Linked DNA regions of Pan troglodytes: region 2 is linked to region 1. Evidence: chromatin contacts called from public HiChIP or PLAC-seq data. All regions are on one chromosome and are shown on one strand. The core of a region is the stretch at or near the end of the contact, and the rest is flanking DNA. Distances in the headings are between cores, read along the strand shown.

Region 1 (6,982 bases), core at 1,314-3,813:
CTGTATATGGTATGAAGAAAGACATCTATTCTTTTTTTTTTTTTTTCATCTATTCTTTTTTTCTTGAGACGGAGTCTTGCTCTGTCACCCTGACTGGAGTGCAGTGGCACGATCTCGGCTCACTGCAACATCTGCCTCCCGGGTTCAAGCGATTCTCATGTCTTGGCCTCCTGAGTAGCTGGACAGGCACGCACCACTGCGCTCTGCTAATTTTTGTATTTTTAAATAGAGACAGGGTATCCCTATGTTGGCCAGGCTGGTCTCGAACTCCTGACCTCAAGTGTTCTGCCTGCTTAGGCCTCCCAAAGTGCTGGGATTACAGATGTGAGCCACCATGCCCGGCCTAGACATCTATTCTTGAATGTCTATCAGGCCTCTCAAACCCAAACTTCTAGTATTCCTCTACCAAACCTGCTCTTCCCAGTCTTCCCTATCTCAGCAAATGCTCACGTTAAAAATCTTGAAGTCGGCTGGGCGCGGTGGCTCAGAGCCTGTTCTAGCACTTTGGGAGACCGAGACAGGAGGATTGCTTGAAGCCAGGAGTTCAAGACCAACCTGGCCAACATAGATTTTTAAAATCTTGAAGTCGTCCTTGAGTTCTCTTTTTCTTTTACAATCTACCTCCAAACCATTAGCAAATGATGTTGGCTTCACCTTCAAACCATATCTCAAATTTACCATCTCCTCCTCTATTAATCTGGATTATTACAACAGCCTTTTAACTGGTCTTCCGGCTTTCACCTTTGCCTCCCCACAATCTAATAAGCAGCCACTGATCCTGTTAAAATTTAAGTCTCTGCTCTAAACCCTTCAATGACTTCCTATTTCACTCATAATAAAAACCATAGTGCCTTCCAAGACCTACAAGGTCCTACCTAAAGAATTTGCCCCTACCATACACACACCTTTCTGGTCTCATCTCACCTCTCTCCCAGTCCCTCTCCCTGGACTCCTGGTTGCCCTGTCTTTGCCTTCTTTGGAATGCTGCTGCCCAAGGTATCTCCATGGCTGGCCCCTTCACCTGGTCTTTGCTCAAATTCACCTTCTTAGTGAGGCCTTCTCTAATCACTGTATTTAAAATAGCAATTGTGCGTCCCTTGATACTACTTATTCCCCTACCCTCTAACCTTTATTTTTCTCCACAGTATTTACCATCATCCGACACACTACGTATTTTACTTGTTTATTCCCCCCCCCATTAGAATGTAATCTTCATGAGAGCAAGGACTTCGATTTGTTCATCTGTAACCCCCACTGCTCACAACAATGCCAACACAAGTAGACCTTCAATAATTAATTGAACTAATTAATAACATAAATTATAGTCGCCCGTTGCTGCACCTGTTCCCTTAATGGACTGAGAGCTTTCTGCAAGCAGTGACACCCTTATTCACCCATGAACTCCCAGCACCTAACATTTGCACTCGGCACATAGTAGGCATTGATTTTAAATGAATGAACCAACAAGACAGGCCTATGAAACATCTCAGCCTTTCAAACACAGTCCCTATGCTATCATTCCCTAAATATGTCAGTGTGTGGGGGTTATCCGAAGGAAGAGGTTCCAATACCAATTCCGACGCCCTCACGCGTACACCCTCTGTTATCCCTACAATACCCAAGCGAGAAAATGAGTAACGGTGACAGCCAGAAAATGAATCCTGAACCGTGCAATGACAAGTCCGAAGGAGAAAGCAGTTGCGATGAGATGAAAGAAGGTAGCGGGACTCAAAACAGAAACGCTGTCCCGGGGGTGGTGGCAAGGAGAGGGAAAGGCCCCAGTGGCCACAACCACAGAGTCCTGCTCTCTTTTGACAGCTAAGGAAACTAACGCCCAGAGAGGAAAGCGACTCCCCCGAGGTCACACAGCAAGTGAGCCACGGCGAGAACCCACAGCATCCCGCGTCCGCGCGCCGCCCCAGCTCCCTCGCGTTTGGGGTGGTGTCCTCCGCGCAGAGCCCCCACCAGCGCACGTGCTCCGAGGTCCCCGGACGACCGCCCGCCCACGGCTCGGGGCCGGCTCCCCATCTCGGTCCAACGCTGGGGTCGACGGCAGTGCGCAGCGCCCGCCCCCTGCGCCCCTCTCAGCCAGCCCGGGAGCCCGCCAGGGGCCGGCGGCTGGCAGCGCTCACCGCGAAGGTGGGCCCGGGCCGCCCGCTCTGCGCCCGCCGCTTACCTGGCAGGGTCCCGCGGGAACCTGAAGAAGGCCAAGTCGGACTGCGTGCTCTTCCGCGTGCAGTTGGGGGCAGCGCAGAAGTTCGGCATCGTCGCCCGCCCGCCGGCCGGCCCAGCCCTCCCCTCCCCGCCTCCTCAGGGCAGTCCGCCCGCCCGTCGGGGCCGGGGAGGGGAGCCAGGCCGGCCGGCCGGCTTGGCAGGGCCGACGCGCGGGGGAGGGGCGGGCGGGCTAGAAGCCGCGAGGGCCAGGAGGGGTGCCGCGGTCCGAGGCCGGGCTGGGGACGCGGCTCCACAGTGCTGTGAGCGGCCGGGAGGATTTACCGCCGCCGCCGCCGCTGGTGCACCTCCCGCCCGCCCGAGACGCTGCCGCCTCCTTCCCACAATGCACCCTGACGCCCGGGGGTGCCCTCTCTTCCCTCAGCCTTCCTCCCCCGCCCCTCCTTTCCGCTTTCTCAGCAGGCGGGCACGCGCAAGGAAGCGCGCCTGCCGGGGTGTGGCGAGGCGGAGGCGGGACCTGGCGCGCGCTGCCGCAGTGCGACTGCGCACAGTCTAATCCGCGGGGAGAGAGAATTGCGCATGCGCGCCTGTCTCCCGGGACGCTAGAGCAGGCGATTCCCGGGCTGCTCCGGTAGGTTTGGCGTGCGCGGGTTTCTGCAGATCTAGGGCGAGCTTGCACGTTACATCACCGATGTATCTCTTCTTGCTTGCTTAATTTGCCACCACTTAGGCCTTTCTTGCAGAATTCGCCATATACTCCTTAAGGGCCGCGGAATCGGAGCGACCTTGGTGACTGGCAAACTCTCGGCAGATGTGCGTGCACTGGTTTGATGCAGACGTGGTTGTAGGCGATTTAATTTTTCCCAGCTTTGCAGCCACTGTTGGCTTCCCAGAACGGATCTCCCCAGCCTCGACTGGAAGCTGAGGGACAAAAATTCATAAAAGCAATTACTCTTTCCCGGCGAGGCTTCTAGAAGAGCAAGAAGAGCGATATGATTACACCTGCAGCCCTATAAAGATTGATCTGTCCGTCTTTCCCTTACAGTCGTGGCCTGTTAAACGTTCCTGTGTTGTTCAGTGCCAGAATGAGTGACCGCTATTTAGAACAAAGGATTAGTATCAAATTTTGCGTGAAATTGAACAAGTCTGCAAGTGAGACCCACCATCTTTTAAAAGAAGCTTATGGGGATGAAGTCATGTCAAGGGCCAGAGTTTTTGACTGGCACAAAAGGTTTAAAGAAGGACGGGAAGATGTTCGAGATGATGCCCGAAGTGGGCGTCCAGTCACCCACCGAACAGATGACAATATCCAGAAGGTCAAGGACTTGGTTTGTTCAAACAGGCAGTTAACCGTGAGGATGATGGCTGAAGAGTTAAATTTAGACAAAGAAACTGTTAGGCTCATTTTGAAAGAAAACTTGAACATGAGGAAGATTTCTGCAAAAGTTATTTCGGGTGTTTTGAAGGGTGAGCCTAAACCACGAAAACTTGACTTTCGGTCCGATCTTTCAAAGGAAACTAGGAAAAATAGCTCATGTTTGAGGAAAAAGGTAACAGGTTCTGAAACATGGAGTTATCTCCAGGGTGAAGCTGGTGGGGAAATGCCCCTGCCGGTATCCCATCCCAGAGTCCACTACTCTGCCAGTCAGCTTCTGCAGGCGTCATCTTCAACAAGCCTTCCCCCCAGGGTAGCTGAGAATTGGTTCACCCCATGGTGAGAGGAATGTGAGTTAGCTGAACCAGAACTAGGATGCTGCCTCACTGTTAGGCACCTTCTTTGGCTGCTCACCTATTTTTCAGTCTTCACCACTCCTCCCTATGTGCCATGGCCCTCCTCATTACTCTTTGCTGGACTCTTGGACCATTTTCCTTGCTGTTCTCCATAACTTTGAAAAACTTTTGGCTGTTCCCTTCTGGTATTTGCTTGTTCTTGATTTCTTTTGCTCAACAAGTTTGGATTTCTTCTCTGCCCAGACCTTAGCTTGTTGTGGCTGTCCTGTTCCTTTGTTCTCAACATTCTGCCTCAGAGGATCATGCCAGTGAGAAGAGAGGAACAGGATCTCCTGGAATCTGTATCTCTGTGCCCAGGGAAGCATGCTTTTCTGGGAGGACCCCAAAAGAAGGCTTACAGTTTCAGCCTGCTTCACAGTCAGGGCCTGAGGTATGGTACAGAAGGTAGTAGCATGCTGGTACTACTGAACAGTGCTGGGCCTAGGGGCTGATCTGGCCCAGATGACTCAGTAGGCACCCTTAGGAATCAGGGGTTGGCCACCAATACTGATCTTCTCACAGGCCTACACCTCACAGAAGAGCTGGGTTTGTTTCATTCTGGTCCTATGCTTTGGACCTCCACTCATTTGGGTATCACCCCTGTTGGAAGAGGAGGATCTGGTGCTAGAAAATATAAACCCGGGGACCCAGGCCTAGGCTGTGTTGTGTGGGGAGGAAGACCAGGTGGCTCTCTAGTCCCTGAATTAAGGGAGCCTGCTGCCTATGTGCGGATTCCCACACAGCAGCCTGTTTTTAGTAACTAATGCCTATAGTTTTGAGAACTTGCTGTTTTTAGAACACTGCTGGGCATTGACAATGTGGAAGTTATGAACAAGATCTCCAAGGGCTGATGGGCTTCATGGATGAGATGGTTCTTGAACTGGATCCATGAGGATGGGTGAGACAGGGCTGTGAAATTAGGGAAAGCTTCCGGGGCAGGTGGAACAGCATGAGGCTTCCAACCTGCATCAGTAGAAAATGACACTGGCCAGGTGTGGTGAATCACGCCTGTAATCCCAGCACTTTGGGAGACTGAGGTGGGTGGATCACAAGGTCAAGAGATCGAGACCATCCTGGCCAACATGGTGAAACCCCGTCTCTACTAAAAATACAAAAATTAGCTGGGCGTGGTGGGGCACGCCTGTAGTCCCAACTACTCAGGAGGCTGAGGCAGGACAATCTGTTGAACCCGGAAGGCAGAGGTTGCAGTGAGTGGAGATTGTGCCACTGCACTCCAACCTGGCGACAGAGCTAGACTCTGTCTCAAAAAAAAAAAAAAAGGAATTAGAAAATGATGACACTATTGGCTAAAATAACAAAGTTTAAAGAGGAAGATAATGGTGTTGCAGCAGATGAACAATTTGGGATAATTTGCTTTCTCTCCTAGGCCTCCAACTCTATGCCACTTGTTGTTAAATTGCTTCCCCTGAGTTTGTGAATAGGTTTGTAACAACCAATTTGATATCTGATTTTCCATTTGGACCCCAACAAGCAGTTTCTGCAAGTTCAAACTCTGTCTCTTCTCTTCCTGCCTCTGCCAGGATTTATGGAATGGAACTTTTCCCAAGTGGGTTCCAAGTAATACCACATAGACTGGAAACATTCAAGGGGCAGGGGTTTGGTAATAGCATTTCACAGAATTGGCCAGTCTTTGTTTTACTCAAGGATTTTTAGATATAACAGCTCCTCTTAAACAATATTGCTTGATAGTAGAGGCACAACACTCATTCATCACAGTTACTTTTAGTGCTGTTCTTTCACTTTCTCTACTCACCTCCAAAAATTACAAGTTCCTCATTAACACCTGTTTTTGTTTTGTTTTGTTTTGTTTTTTGAGACGGAGTCTTGCTCTGCTGCCCAGGCTGGAGTGCAGTGGCACGATCTCGGCTCACTACAACCTCCGCCTCCCAGGTTCAAGTGTTTCTCCTGCCTCAGCCTCCCGAGTAGCTGGGATTACAGGTGTATGCTGCTACACCCGGCTATTTTTTGTATTTTTAGTAGAGGCGGGGTTTCATCATGTTGGCCAGGCTGGTCTTGAACTTCTGACCTCAGGTGATCCACCCACCTCAGCGTCCCAAAGTGCTGGGATTACAGGCGTGAGCCACCACGCCAGGTCAACACCTGTTAGTTTTGAGGCACCTTGAAAGCTAGACCTTGTCCCACAAAGAGAAGATACTGTGTAAGAAAACTCTTAAACCAAGCAACAGCTTATAGACCTCCAGCTCCTTAACAGTTTCTAGACATTCCATTTCAGGACAATGAAGTCTTCCTACATCAGATGCGGCTCTAGGTTGCCCACAAGCACTTGGCACCAGGGACACTGCACTTTAGGAACAAAGTCCCCACCACTAGTTCTTGCAGCTTTGTTGCTGAACCTCATAGTAATCCTTGCTAAGGCCTACCCAGTGGTAATTGTTGCAGATTTATATGCTCCTGGTCCCAGGCCAGGATCCCACAACCATACCTACAGGAGTTGTTTCTAACCTGTTATAAAACAGAGGTCCTGAGACCACTTACTTCTGGATTTTATTCCAGTCCTATGAACAGGGCTGGTGTGTCCCTGCCAGTGATGCTGGACCAAGACCCATGGTGGAGTGTAGAGTACCAGAAGCTATGTTGGTGCAGACATGGTTTAGACACAGCAACCAGAAGCAGGTAATTAGGAGTGTGAATTCAAATGGTTCCAATTGGCTATAATGAAAAGGACTTATCCAGAGCAAACCATTCACATTTGGCTGCTCAGAATTTCTAAACTCAAGGGTAGAGCATGATCTAGGCATCTCCAAATAGGAAAGTTCTTATATGAGTACTCCTAATGTGCCCACCCACCAAATCTATTTTATTGCTGATGCACGTTTTGCTCTGGCCTGCACCTTGCTGCCTAGGCCTCTTGAGCTCCTGGTCCCGTAGTCTCACACATCCAGCTATGTGTCCGTCACACCCCAGGCTCTTGTCCTTGACTATTTTCAGTCACCTCTCAGTTTATTCTCCACAGTTTGCTCTTACTCCTCTCTTTCCTTGTTGCTTTGTTTTCTGGTCC
Region 2 (6,982 bases), core at 3,014-5,513, 64 kb after region 1:
TAACCAGACCTCCTTAACACCTGTGTGTTCGGGGGAAGAGTCTTCTGGTGATATTTGAATTTGGACAAATGAGTTTTCTCTAGGGCTTGGTTTCCTCAACTGTAAAATGGAACAATAATTACCAAGTCATAGGAATGTTGTAAGGTTTAAATAAGATAAGCAAGGTGTTCTTTTCATAATGGGTCTGTAATAAACGCTACGCAGTATTATTTCAACTTATTCCCACCAGTTGTTCTAGCTTTACTGCTTTGTACAAATTCACCTTCAGGGTACGTGAGTTTTATATACATTTATACAAACATATATAAAATCTGATTTTATATCTAAATCTCTCTGTATACATATTGCAACATTATAGCTTCTGTAACACTCTTGGATCACTTGCTCTGGGGCAATCCAGTTACTATATCCCAAAGATGCTCAAGCAGCCTTATAGGGAGGTCTACATAGTGAGAAACTGAGGCCTCTTTCCTTGCTGACTTTCCAACCAATGTGAGTGAGGTACCTTGGAAGCTGATCCTCCAGCCCCAGTCAGCCTTCAGATAGCTGCAACTGCTTGGGAGACCCCAAGCCAGAACCACCCAGCTAAGCCACTCGATTCCAATAGAAAATGCAAAAACTGTATAAAATTTTAAAAAATTATTCTTGTTTTAAGTCACTAAAGTTTGGGATAATTTTTCTTATGCACTAAGAGTTAACTAACAGCTATATCAAACATGAGGAAAGATGGGAAACTGATCACAGGTTGAGGACTATTTCGGGGTCGATGGAAAGACAGAGATGGTTGAATAAACTTGAAAGTACTGATGGAGACTGAATTTGAAATAAATAACCATGGGGTCCAGGACAGAAAGGAAAAAAAGTAAATCCAGCAAAGGGGAACAGATTTCTTTTTTAAAAAAATTTTTATTTATTTTTTTGAGATGGAGTTTCGCTCGTTGCCCAGGCTGTGCAATGGCGCGATCTCGGCTCACCACAACCTCCGCCTCCTGGGCTCAAGCTACTCTCCTGCCTCAGCCTCCCGAGTAGCTGGGATTACGGGCATGTGCCACCATGCCTGGCTAATTTTGTACTTTTAGTAGAGACGGGGTTTCTCCATGTTGGTCAAGCTGGTCTCGAACTCTCGATCTCAGATGATCCGCCTGCCTCGGCCTCCCAAAGTGTTGGGATTACAGGCGTGAGCCACCGCACCTGGCCAGGGGAACAGATTTCTGTGTATTTTCCCAGACTAGAGGTAGTTATAATCATGTCTAATAGGACAGCAAGTCTCAGTTTTCCTTCTTTGGTTGAGTGTAGAGTGGCTCTTATTTTATTCACCACACATTTCCTGGAGCCAAAGTGCTTTTATTTAAAATCATGGCTCTGTTACTTACAGGCTTGTTACCTTGGGCCAGCTATTTAACCTCTCTATGCCTTAGTTTCTTCATAAAATGGGGATAAAAGTGTATCTGTAAGGTTATAGTAGAGATTAAACAAGTTAATGTGTATAACGTGATCTGGAATACAGAAAGTCCTATGTAAGTATTAGCTATTATTCTTATTATATGCTAGGCTCTACAGTACACAGACCTGATTGGTTCCTCTCCTCAAAGAGCTCGTTGTCCAGTCAGGAAGATTTTCTTTTCTTTTTTTTTGAGACAGGGTCTTGCTCTGTTGCCCAGGCTGAAGTGCAGTGGCGCAATCTCAGCTCACTGCAACCTCCACCTCCTGGGTTCAAGAGGTTCTCCTGCCTCAGCCTCTCGAGTAGAGTACCTAGGACTACAGATGCACAACACCATGACCGGCTAATTTTTCTATTTTTAGTATAGACGGGATTTCACCATGTTGGCCAAGCTGGTCTTGAACTCCTGACCTCAAGTGATCAGCCCACCTCGGCCTCCCAAAGTACTGGGAATACAGGCATGAGCCACCATGCCCGGCCAGGAAGATTTTCAAATAAATGGCCATAATTCAGTGTTCTGAGCTCTGTAACAAGGTGTACACTAAGTGGTAGGGGAGCAGAGGCAGGGATGTCTGTCTTATCCTAGAGGGAAAGACAGGGTCAGGATAAGCTTTTTGAGGAAAAAGTTTGAGTCTAATCCTTAAGGAAGAGCATGTTGGGAACATTTGAGACTATAAAGCAGTCACAGGCAGCATGGGAAAGGTAGTTTCTGACTGCAAAATAAATACGGTTAGGAGAAAAGGGAAGATGTGAACTGTAGTATGTAATGACCAGCACCATCAACTTCACCTGGGGGCCTGTTAGGACTATAGGATCCAGGCCTTACCTGATATCTATACTACCAATATTTGCGTTTTAACAAGATCCTCAAGCGGTTCCTATTGACCATTAAAGTTTAGAACCACTGGTCTGGAGCATAGGCTCTGGAGCCAACATAATCAGGTTTAAATCCCAGCTTTAGCTTTTTTTTTTTTTTTTTTTTTAAGATGTTGTCTTGCTCTGTTGCCCACGCTGGAATGCAGTAGAGCGATCTTGGCTCACTGCAACCTCCACCTCCCTGGTTCAAGCAATTCTCCTGTCTCAGCCTCCCGAGTAGCTGGGATTACAGGCACATGCCACCATGCCCAGCTAATTTTTGTATTTTTAGTAGAGGTGGGCTTTCACCATGTTGGCCAGGCTGGTCTTGAACTCCTGACCTCAAATGATCCACTTGCCTCAGCCTCCCAAAGTGCTGGGTTTACAGGCGTGAGCCACCATTTACTTATGTGTGACTTTAGGCAAGCTATTTTGCTTCTTTCCTAGACTTTAGTTGCCTCCTTTGTAATTAGAGATAATAAAAGTTTCCACCTCATAAAGTTGTTCTAAGGACTGAATTACTATGTAAAATGCTTAGACCAGTATGTGGCACTTAGTAAGCACAAGGATTGACTATAATAATTCATCACTCATATGCTACTTCTTAAGGTCAGAGTCAGTTTTATAAGCCCCTTGTCTTTCAATTTGTACTCCATTGTAGAGGAGTAGACATTCATTGTCATTTTGACATTCACTGTAGAGGAAAGGACATTTGGAGGTCAGAAGACCTGGGATTACAAAGCCTAGCTCTCTTCCAATTCCTAGCTCCGTGAAATTTGGTGAGTCCTTGGAACATCTATGTTTTTCTCATTCATAGTATGAATGACCTTAATCGTACCTGTCACGGTGAAATGTTGCGAGGCTCAAATCAAATAATATATGTTAAAGTACAAAAATCCTCTATGAAGATTTCACTTACTATCTTTCCAAGAGTTCTTAAGCAACTGGATGCATAGGAAGGTCAGGGAGACAGCGGAGGGAGGGCCTGGTGATTAATATGTTCCACTTTACGATTTTCTGAAGGTGTAGGTTGGGTTTCAACAACAGTGACTTTCCTAGACCTCGGAGGGTATTTTTAGCTAATGGGCAAATAGTAGTAGGAAACTTAAATGCTGTTATTTACCTTCTCTTCCTAACCTACAGTTCCACTCAAGAACATGAAGAGTCTCATACGTTTGTATAGTGGTTCACAACTTACAACGTTTACGTGGTGCATCACAAGATCCCTATAGGGTAGTATTAACCCAATTTTTCAAGAAGGAAACTATGTCTGGAAATTGTAGAATGCATATTAAAAACTCTTTCTGACGAGCGTTTCTACCGGATCCGATGTTACCCAAAGTACAAAATTTAAAGAGGGAAGTCAATCACAAGATTTCATTGAATCTTCAGTATCAGGCAACTGGCTTCTATTTTATGGCCGCAAATAACTATATATTGGGCCCCTTTTCTCACCTGTAAAATAGGAACGAAAAGACCTTCTCCACAAATAAGATGAAATAAGAACAAAGGCTGAGGGTGAACCTACCACGTCGTAGGGCCTCAAATAAATTCTTTCTCCTTCTTGCCCTTGACAGAGATAGCACGAGATATCACTACCATTCGCATTTAACACGTGGAGGAAATCCAACGCGAGAACGCTCGGATTTCCCCTTCTCTACTTGCAACAACTCCGTAACCCGCAAATCGGCTACGGACAACTGCGATGTCCACTATGTTAGTTCTCGTAGCGTGGATTCTCTCTCCTCAAGATGCCATCTGGGGGGCTAGAGGCCGCTAATAATTGCCCTCACGATCGAAGAAACTCGATCCTAATCCTCGACGGCACTTCAGGAACAAAGCTGCTCTCCCATCGTCCCTAACCTCACTACCGTAAAGGTCACAGCAGAGCCCCTGCTCCAGCCGCTAGCGCCATCTTGGCCGCTACGTGTGACGCCACACGTAGCAGAGAGCGCAGCCGATTGGCTGGGAGACGGCAGCCCAGGAGAGGCGCGCGAAGCCAGAGACAGGAGGGTATGCAGGAGAAACCAAGGGAACTACAATCCCGGCCTTCCTTGCGCGTACGACAGCAAACCTGGAGCGAAAGAGGTTGGAGTTTGGATTCGGACCACAACTCCCAGCACCCTCCGCGATGTCTGTCCTTTTCTTTCATAACGCGGAGGAAAAGAAGGACAAGATGAATGGAGGCCTTTTGGTGTTTGTTCTCCGAAAGGCGGGAAAGGCGAACTACACCTCCCGACTGGCCGCGCGCGGCTGCGCCTGCGCCCTGTTACCTGTCGCCATCTTGCCCCTTCAGAGGCACCGCAAACAAACCCAATTCCTGGTGTTCCCTAGTCTTGGCGGAGGAGCCTTTTAGATGAGCCCCGAAAGGCCGGGCAGGTGGGTGACTCTCAGGCAGGGTCCTGGGAAGAGCTGGCAGGCCAGCCAGGCTAGAGGAGCGCCGGGCCAAGCATTCGGAGCCCGGCTTGGGGCTCCCAGCCCCATCCTCCGTTGTTTCCTAACGGGATCGTGGGGCTCCCCGGGGTGGACTCAGGGGGACTCTGGCTGGCCTGGTGCTGGGACTCCGGGGGTCTAGCTCTGGGAGACTCCCGGTGAGTCCAGGTCGTCTGACTGGGTATCCGCTGGCTTACTCTCTCTCGGTTGTCCTCTCCACTGGGGAGGGAGTGAGGCGCGGGTGCCGGCCGGGACCCCTGACAGCAGCTACTGGCCCAGAGGGGCTTGGGTCGTGGACTTGACATTGGGACCGGCGCCGAGAGGCCCGGGTGAGGAGCCTGGGCTGGCTGCTCTTGTTGTGGTGCTGCTAGGGAGTGCGTGTTTGGAGAGGGGGCGGGGCGGGCTTGTCTCCTTGACACTTGAGTGGGGAAGGATCCTACAAGATCCCGGTTCCCCGAGCGGGCTCCGGAAACTACTGCCCGGGTTTCCGATGCGTTGCGGCCCCGCTCTGGGGTCCCCTGGCTGGGACGCGCCGGGATGCCGTGACGTGGTGCTCGGTTCGAGCAGTCGCCGGCCGCCTCCAAGATCCTGTCGGGAGGCGGGGACTGGCTTGTGGAGGGAGAGGATTCCTTTGGCTCTGCCCCTTCTTCCTCCTCCCCACCCCTTTTCTTTATGTCATACTGCCGGCTGGGGCGCGCAGTCCAGTTCTTCTTGCCTTGGGTTGGTTCTGAGCTGAGAGGACTATGGGAAGTAGGGGGAGGGGGGCTCACCTCGGGACACAGAGTTGGAGTTAGCAGCCCCAGCGCCTGGAACGGGATATAGCAGTTATTTCGGTTCGGTGTCTGACTTCTAGGCTAGACAGTGAGCTCGTTCATTCATTCATTCATCCATTCGTTTTGCTCAGTCGCGTCAACCATTCACTTACCCATTTAGCAAATACTTAGAGCGGCTCTACTCTGTGCTAAGCAGGTATTGCGCGTGCCCCCAGAGCCGTGTCTTTTTGTCTTTTACACTAGGAAATTCCCAGTTCTAAGTAAGTTCCTGGCAGCTCAACTGTTGGTAAATGGCTGTTTAATAACTACAGGATCAAAATTCATATTCCATTAAGACTTGAGAGAGTATATATATATATGTGTGTGTATGTATGTATATATATGTGTATATATATATATATGTATGTATCGTTCCAATTTTAGTATATGTGTTGCCGAAGCGAGCACGAGGAGAGTTATTTATTAAGTTTCTTTAACTTGCTAGGAGCTTTACAAATTTTATCTCATGTAATTCATAAATGAGGAAGCTGACAGGAGTCAACTTGCCCCAGGTTGGTAGTACCACCTGTTTATTAAATGAAATGCCAGCCACTATGAAAGAACTTTACATATAGTGTTCTTTAATACGCGTAACAAACTGGGTGGTATTACCTCTGTTTTATAGATGTGTAAAGCTTAGGCTCAACCAGTAAGTTGAAAAGTTGGGACTAGAAACCTAGAGGTGTCTGGTTCTAAAGCCTGTGTTCGTTCCACTGTGATAGTTCAAATGACTTAATTCTTGATTTCTCAAAAGTTGGAAAGTGTGGTGGTGAGAAAGGATTGTAAAATAGTAATATCTTTTTGGTTTACTTCTTAGCCTGTGACTGGATCTCCAGGTGAGTGGCCCCTTGAATGTACTTTGGTACTTTGGTAATTTGACTTTTTTTTTTTTGTTCTGGTAGGGAGGACAAGCTCTTTGGGGCTACCAAACAGAAGCAGCAATGCCTGTTGTGTGGCCAACCCTTCTGGATCTCAGCAGGGATGAATGCAAAAGGATTCTTCGAAAATTGGGTATGACGTTCATTGTTTGTTTTTTACCTCTCTCTGATACCTTTTTTCCCTTTCTGCCTAGGTCATAGCTGTTTGCATGGATGTCATATCTCACGCTACATCAGAAATTCTTTGGAGATACAGTTCCCATCTTACTCATTGTTGTTTCCCTCAGTGCCTAACATAGTGCTTTGTAAATAGTAGGTGTGTGAATTGTAATAATACTAGTAGCTAAGATTTATTGAGGGCTACTTGGCTATTCTGAGTCTTTTTTATACAACATCTAATTTAAATATTTTAAGAATTAGCTTTGTCCTTTGAAAGCCTAAAAGGTAGGTGTTTTTTGTTTGTTTGTTTTGTCTCGTCTCCATTTTACAGATGAAGCTTAGAAGCCAAGGTAATGGTGATAGACATGGAGTCAGTATTTGAACCAGGGAGTATGCTTTCAGTC

Evidence for each region. HiChIP or PLAC-seq counts read pairs in DNA pulled down with a chosen protein or histone mark.
Region 2: an H3K4me3 HiChIP or PLAC-seq map of stem cell-derived excitatory neurons shows a contact between it and region 1, with 4 times the contacts expected there. The contact joins the promoter of EMSY here to the promoter of THAP12 in region 1. A contact is called at or near these places in 1 of 7 Hi-C or Micro-C datasets (stem cell-derived neural progenitor cells) and 1 of 1 datasets of contacts at active chromatin or transcription factors (stem cell-derived excitatory neurons).

The regions. Positions count from the first base shown.
Region 1 is chr9:78,393,764-78,400,745 of NHGRI_mPanTro3-v2.0_pri, forward strand. THAP12 (THAP domain containing 12) reads right to left here and starts at 2,564. Exons shown (of 5, transcript XM_016921640.4): 1 at 2,177-2,564. The coding sequence starts at 2,265. GVQW3 (GVQW motif containing 3) reads left to right here and starts at 2,658. Exons shown (of 2, transcript XM_024347360.3): 1 at 2,658-3,722. The coding sequence starts at 3,258.
Region 2 is chr9:78,455,627-78,462,608 of NHGRI_mPanTro3-v2.0_pri, forward strand. EMSY (EMSY transcriptional repressor, BRCA2 interacting) reads left to right here and starts at 4,264. Exons shown (of 21, transcript XM_016921647.4): 1 at 4,264-4,675; 2 at 6,444-6,552. The coding sequence starts at 6,483. LOC129136363 (a long non-coding RNA gene) reads right to left here and starts at 4,227. Exons shown (of 2, transcript XR_010147619.1): 1 at 3,825-4,227; 2 at 883-1,191.